Linked DNA regions of Mus musculus: region 1 is linked to region 2. Evidence: chromatin contacts called from public HiChIP or PLAC-seq data. All regions are on one chromosome and are shown on one strand. The core of a region is the stretch at or near the end of the contact, and the rest is flanking DNA. Distances in the headings are between cores, read along the strand shown.

Evidence for each region. HiChIP or PLAC-seq counts read pairs in DNA pulled down with a chosen protein or histone mark.
Region 1: an H3K4me3 HiChIP or PLAC-seq map of bone marrow-derived macrophages shows a contact between it and region 2, with 2.9 times the contacts expected there. The contact joins the enhancer-like site here to the promoter of Tcf7l1 in region 2. A contact is called at or near these places in 10 of 39 promoter capture datasets (the 3T3-L1 cell line, 3T3-L1-derived adipocytes, the C10 cell line and 6 more), 3 of 484 Hi-C or Micro-C datasets (bone marrow-derived macrophages and cortical neurons), 3 of 115 datasets of contacts at active chromatin or transcription factors (bone marrow-derived macrophages, embryonic forebrain and forebrain) and 1 of 9 other capture datasets (liver).

The regions. Positions count from the first base shown.
Region 1 is chr6:73,165,341-73,168,824 of GRCm38.p6, forward strand. All of the region lies in intron 16 of Dnah6 (dynein, axonemal, heavy chain 6), which reads right to left. Among named protein-coding and RNA genes, the nearest start is that of Gm24533, 25 kb to the left of the region's middle. Within about 2 kb of position 1,366, at least 5 of the 459 cell types and tissues checked have an H3K27ac peak or open chromatin away from gene starts, as enhancers often do. A contact at or near this core is called in bone marrow-derived macrophages, where this site is marked.
Region 2 is chr6:72,786,910-72,790,620 of GRCm38.p6, forward strand. Tcf7l1 (transcription factor 7 like 1 (T cell specific, HMG box)) reads right to left here and starts at 2,136. Exons shown (of 12, transcript NM_009332.3): 1 at 1,801-2,136; 2 at 1,653-1,716; 3 at 1,302-1,429. The coding sequence starts at 2,043.

The DNA.
Region 1 (3,484 bases), core at 116-2,615, 380 kb after region 2:
AAAGGACGGAGTACGGTGCTGATCCTCCCTTCCATCTGGTTTGAGAAGGATCTGTTGATTGCCATGGCACACACCAGGCTACTTGCCCTGGAGCCCCCAGGGGTTGTCCTGTCTTGGCCTCCTGTCTTGTAGGGATCCTGGGATTACGGTGGCTTCACATGGGTGTGGGGAATCTGAACTCAGGTCCTCATACTTGTCCTCCCTGAGCCATTGCTCATCCCGTTGTTTTTCTTTAGAGATCCCCCCTAATATTATGGTAAAAACACATAACATGAGATCTGGAAATTTTTATGCATATAGTACTGTTAACTATGCTGTGCTAAAAACATAGTAGCAGACTTCCACTGCTTTTCAATTCCATGTTTATGAAAAATTACACTTTCTGAGCAAGCAACCCTCAGTTCCGCAGCCAATAGTGATCACGGTGGTAGTTTCCACGTCGGTGAGAGTGCTTTAGGCATTTCACACACTATTTGATCTTCTGTGATTGGCTCATCATTGGTAATCATCACAACATATGACATAATTTGATTTTTCTCTTTCCTCTTTGGTGTGCCTGTGCCTATGTGTATGTTCATGTTTGTGCATATGCAAGCATGTTCAAGTGAGGAGACTATTTTTCAGGTTATAACTAACTAACCAGCTGATTAATTGCTTTCATATAAAGCCTCTCACTGGCCTGGAATTTACCAAGTAGTCCACACTGTCTGACCAGAATGTCCTGGGATCTAGGTGTCTTTGCCCCCACTGGCTCTGGGATTATAACATGGATTATAACATGTGTTATACATGTGGATTCTTTAAATCATGAGATCTAAGGATAAAACTCAAGTCGTTGTGATTGTGCAAAACAAACAAACAAACAAACAAACAAACAGCCTCTTTCCTGGCTGAGCCATCCCTAACCTTTTTTTTCTTTTTCCTAATTTTAAAATTTTGTTTTGTTTTTAACTATGTGTATCTCCGTGTGGATTTGTGCACATGCGTGCAGGTGCCCAAACAGGTCAGATTTCCTGGGGCTGGAGTTACAGGCAGGTGTGAGTCACCCAATCTGGGTACTAGGAGCCAAACTCGGGTCCTCTGCAAGAGCAGTATGAGCTCTCAATCTCCAATCATCTCCCAGTCTGGTTTTGCTTATTTTCTTAACTGGCATACACTCATGGTGATTTCTTTCAAGCTCCGTGAGCATTTCTACTCTGGTACACTGCCTATAGTGTACTCTCTTTTTCCTTCCTGATAATCTTTCTTCATCTCCCTTCTGGTCACATACACGGATTTTTAAATGCTATCTATATAGAAGCTGGAATCCACAAACTCGAGGAAACCCATGGTATTTGTGGTTTTGACTTACTTCACTTCATGTGATGATCTCCATCTTTTTTTCTGGATATGACATAATTTTGTTCTTCCTTATGGCTGCGTAGAACCCCATTGTGTATACACATCCCGTTTTCTTTACTCATGTGTCTGTTGGTGAGAATCTAGGCTGATTCTATAGCTTCACTGTTGTGAGTGGTGCAGCACTACATATGGATGTATAGCTATCTCTATGGTGTGTTGAGTTAGAGTCCTTCAGATATGTACCCAGGAGTGACATAGATGCATCACAGGCTTAGTGTTTGAGAAACCCCCATGCTGGTTTCCATAGCTGTTCACTTAATTTGCATTTGCACCTGCAGTGAATATCTGCTCCCTTCCCCCACAGCCTCAGCATCATAATTAATAGCAATCATTCTGAAGAGGGTGAGATGGATTGCAATGCACTTGCAGTATTCACTTCCTTGATGAATGGGATGTTGAGTATTTTTTTCTTACGTCTATTGGTCATTTGTATTTCTTCATTTGAGAACTCCCATTTCATTCCATTATCCCACTCATTAAGTTGTTTATTTTTTGTATATTTAGTGCTTTGAGTTCACAATAAATTCTAGATGTGAATCTGTCAGACATATAGTTGCAAATGTACAGTCTCTCCTATTCTACAGGCTGTTCCTTCACTTCGTTTCCTTTGCTGTGCAGAAGTGTGTTAATTTCATGCAGCCTCATTTGTCAGCATTTGGTTTTACTTCTTTAGCAGAGTCCTCTCCAGAAAGCCCTTGCCTCTGCTGACACCTTGAGGTGTTTCCCATGACAGCTCTAGGCCTTACACTGAGGTCTTTTACCCATCTCTAAAAACTTGATTTCGTACAGGGTAAAAGATAGGGGTCTTGTTTCATTTTTAATATATAGATACCCAGTGTTTTTAGTACCATTTTTTGAAGATGCTTCCCTCCCCGCCCCCATGTATGTTTTTGGTGTTTCTGCCAAAATCCAGGTGGCTGTGGTTATGTGGGTTTAATTCTGGCTCCTTTGCACTATTCCACTGACCTACGTGTCAGCTTTTGTGCAACTAGCATTCTGGGTTTGTGCTCATGGCTCTGCAGCTCTGTGGTGCCCAGCATCGTTGTTTGTGCTCAGTTATCCAGGGCCTTCTGTGCTTCCATAAGGGCTTTGTTCCCTCACTCAGGTTTTACAAGTCTCATTGCCTGGCACAGAGCACATCACTCTTCAGATTATTTTACTAAGCTCTGGCCTCTGGAGCAGACCTGCCTAAGGACAGGAGTGTGCAGGTGTGTCGCCAAGTGAGGCACAGGTGCACTCCACCAAGTGCACCATCCTTTCATTTACCTTGTTGCTCTCTGTTGATGCTGTTTAAGGCATGGGCATCTCTTGGATCTCCTCTTTCTTTTCACCCTTAGCATTTCGAACCTACCTTTTGGGACTCATCTTATCTTCTGGCTCATCTCTTTTTTTGTGTGTAATAACAGGACAATTTAGGTAAAGCTCATGGAATCAAAACTCATCCAGATGCTAAAGACACTTGAATTTTACTTGAGAAAAGCTAGAGGGCTTTAATTAACCACATTTTGAAACGCATACACATTTTAACATAGAAACTGCGGGGAGGGGGGGAGTGGCTGAGAATTTCCCAAAACAAGAGGATATTTTGTGCCTCACAGATACTATTATTTTTGCATACATACGTGTTTGCAATACACATGCTAATGTGTGTGTATGTGTTTGCATGCTCATGTGCATGTAGAGACCCACGGTTGATGTCAGACATTCCTTGATTGCTATCTGTCTGATATTTTGAAGCATTGAACCCAGAACTTGCCAGTTCTTCTAGTCCAGCTAGCTAACTTGCCTCAGGGATACCCTGTCTCCAACTCCCAATTGATGGGGTAACAGGCAGGCTGCTACCCCCATCTGGCTTTTACACAGATGCAGGAGCAGGAGATCCAGACTCACGCCCTTACACTTGTGCATGGAGCACTTCACCTGCCATGTCTCCAGCCCTCTTGTGTACTAATCCCCCTTGGTGTGCTTGTGGAACATTGACCAGCCACTGTCCGCTGAGTGGCTCTGGTCACCTTGTTGAGGGGACTTATGCATAAATACATATTTGTGCATGCATTCGAGAAGCAGATGTGATCAGCTGCAG
Region 2 (3,711 bases), core at 886-3,385:
CAGAGCAAAGGCAAGCGGTGTGAGTGTGGTTCTACGCCCTTCTTCCATCCATCAGAACGCAACCCCTAACCCCCAACCCCTAACCAGTGAACAACACCCACACACACACACACACACACACACACACACACACACACACTACACGAACTGTGGAGGCCATCCTGCTCCACCCAGCAAGGGCCCGAAATGACAGCAGGAACGACCCATTCAGCGCCCAGATCTTCCATGGCCACCCTTGAGTATAATCATATTTAAGATGAACTTTTATTCGAGCTCAGTTCCCTCAGGGATGCACTCCTGAGGAGTAGACACGCCAGCAGGGAGAATGAACCAACCAACTCTGGAAAGCTCTGTGCGAGGCAGAGACAACGAGCAAGGCGCCGCACAGCAGGAGGGTGTGCACCCAGGATTTACCATCCAACCCAGCATCAGCATAGGAAACTTGGATGTGGAGTAGCGGCTCGAAGACCAGGCCAACCCCGAACTGCACCCCTCATTTCGCAGGGGAGAGAGGCGGGAGCTCCGAGCTGGAGAGGGGTGAAGGAATCCGCCCTCATTTGCACATTGTCTGGGGCCGGGTCAATTTGCTTAATCACCGCTCTAAATGCCAGGCACACAGCACACAATGCGCTCCCATTAACAGGTTTAAAGTGTCGCAGCGCTCGCTTTAAATGAGAAAAGCCCGCAACAAAAGGGGGAAAAAGCCAAGTAAGAATGCCTTGGGTCGCCCTCCAAACCATCTCAGAGGAGTTTAAAACCCAGAGTTCTGCAGAAAAATTGAGGCCCTGGGGGTGAGGATTGGGGGTGGGTCGTGAATAGTTCACACAAAATAAGGAGTTTGTACAGCTCACAGCAGCCCAGGGAACCCGCAGGTCAGAGGACATCTCAAGTCAGGATCCTCCAGGCCCTTGCCCAACTTTCTCCCTTGCCAAGGGGAAAGCTGACCAATCTCCGGGAAGGAAAGCGAGACACCCCCCCCCCAAACACACACCCCCCACCTCCAAAGGCAGGCACAAATCCAAGTTTTCCTTTGGTAGGAGCAAGGAATTTGGGAGGCTGGGAGGTCCCACCAGGCCGCAATCTCCCAAAGGCGAGAAGTTAAAAGAACTTTACTTTCATCCCGTTACTGGCCAAAAGCAGTCTCATACTAGGCCGCCACAGGGGAGTTTGACTCTGCAAACAAGTTCGGCCCAGGATCAGCTCAGGCAGGAGGCCCCATCCCCCACACCACGGAAAGCCCAGGGGCGCATCCCGCCGGGCCCGACGCCCACCGGTCCCGGCACGGCCGGACTGACACTTACGGTGCGCGCTCCACCAGGAGACAGGGGTCCGTTGGAGAGGTACGGGCTGCTCAGGTCTGGAATCATCAGGAAGGGGTACCCAGGATACGCAGGTCCCTTAAAAAAAGCGCCATCCTGGGGCCTTCTCACTGCGGACAAAACCAAAGTGGAGTGAGGTCAGGGGTCCCCCAGACAGAGTAGCTATCTGGAGCTCGGGGCGGGAATCTGGAACCCGAGCACCCCTCGAGTGAGCCCCAGAGTGGCTGCTGCAGCGATGGGAGGAGAGCAGGGGTTCCGCCACCCGGACCGTGGAGACCCGTACGGCCAATCGCTGATGGCTGGAGAGTGGAGACTGACGGAGAAGGCACTTACCTTCGGCGAAATAGTCGCGCGGCTTCTGGAAAGCGTCCCGGGCGGGCTGCGGGCGCCTCTCCGCCTGTGGAGGAGACACAAAGGCGAGGGCGGGTGAGCGGGAGCGGGACCCGGGTCCCCCAGAGGCTGACCCTAGGAATCCCTTTACCTCGGAGTCCGAGCTACTGCTCTGATTCTCCGATTCGTTGACCAGGGACGACTTGACCTCATCCAGATCCCTCTGCGCCGAAGCGCTGTCGCTGCTCGGCTCTTGCTCTTCGCCCCCCTCGTCCTGGAAGGGGATCAGCTCGTCGTTCGCTCCGAGGTCGTCCCCTCCACTGGTTGCCCCGGCTCCGGAGCCACCGCCTCCCCCGCCGGCGCCGCCACCGCGGCCACCACCGAGCTGGGGCATGGTGGGGCCACGGGCCGGGGCCGCTGCGCTCGGAGCCCCGCGCCCTGCCTGGCCCGGCCCGGCGCCCCTCCCTCCCTCTCGCTGGCCCGGCTCCGATCGTTTGGCCGCTGCGGCGACAAAGTTTTGACAGGGCGTGGCTCTGTGGGAAGCGGGCCCAGCACCGCCCAGCCGGGGCAAGAGACACTCGGCTCCGAATCGTCCCGCAGCACGGAACCTAGGACTCCCAACTAGCCGCCGCCACCGCCGCTGCCTTCTCGGCCCGGGCGTCCCAGCGCCTGGCCCGCCGGGGAGGGGCGATGGGGAAGGAGGGAGGGACCGCCCGGCGGGGCAGGGGGGCCGGAGGGAGGAGCCCCGGCTGCAAGCTGACACCCGCGCCTCTCGGAACCAGGCGAACTGCAGCGCGCGCACGCACACTCGTATTCACACTCGCGTCCTGCTCGCTTGCACCTTCCGGGGCCTACAACTACCCTCCTCGTGCGACCACCCTACCCCTCGAACTTATCCAGATCCCCTCCAGTGAACTCCATGGCTACCCTGGGAAGTCCTTTCTCGCACCCTCCCTCTAAGAGTCTGGCCCGCACTCCTTCACATCCCCTAACTTTCTTTGCAAACAAGCCCCAGAACTCCGCGCGGGTTCCCACTCCGCTCCCACCGCACTGGCAGGCAGCACTGCCCCCTGCGGGACAGCCGAGGACTCGCAGATCCGCCGAGCACAACCACTCAGCCTGCCGAGTACAGGATCCCATCAGCCCTTCTACTCAGCCAGATTTTGTGACACTTTGAAACAAGTTGAGCGGTCTTACATTCCCTTTCCTATGGTATTCCAACGCATTCCTGTCCCCAAACTGTGTTTTTGATCACTTCCTCTTAGTAAGGAACTACTGCAACCTTGAAGATCACGCTTTCTCTCTAAAGCTGGAGAAGAGGTGTGAAATTCAATACTCACTGTCTTGGATTCAGACGGGATTTTAACTGTATTGATTTTAAGAAGAAATTATCACCCAGAACTCCCAAAGCTGATTAGGAAGCTGCCGTGATAGCCCACAAGCACCATAAGCAAATTACCTAACTAGCTTCATAGGTAAAAAACAGACTTGAGAGAGTATCTGGGCGCTAACAAGATGGCTCAGCAGGTACTTACCGTCAAGCCCCATGTCTTCAGTTCCCTGTCCGGTACCCACATGGTGGAAGTAGAGAACAGACACTCGTCCTCTAGCTTCTACGTGTGGACCATGCCATGTGCACTCATTCCCTCACAAGTTAGGTATCATTTAAAAGATGGAGATGGTAGAGCGTGTATTTAGCATTCATGAGGTCCTGTGTTCAATCCTCGGGACTAGATAGACTCATATATCCTCAGTCAGCTGGGGATGGGGGAAGTAACGCCACTTGGAGCCATCCTCCATGGGGACATTGGTGACAACATAAATTTTAAAATCAGTCTAGAACGTCAGTATGAGCATATTTTTTAAATGTTTTAAACACAACTGAAAGCCAGGTATGGTGACCTGTGCTTTTAATCCCAAAACCTGAGAGAGGAAGCAGAGGCCGGTGGATCTCTGTGAGGCTGAGGCCAGCCTGGTCTACACAATGAGGTACAAGACAACTGCTTAGAGAGGCCCCTGTCTTTAAAAGCAAGCAAGCCAGCAAACAAGCAAGCAAGCACAA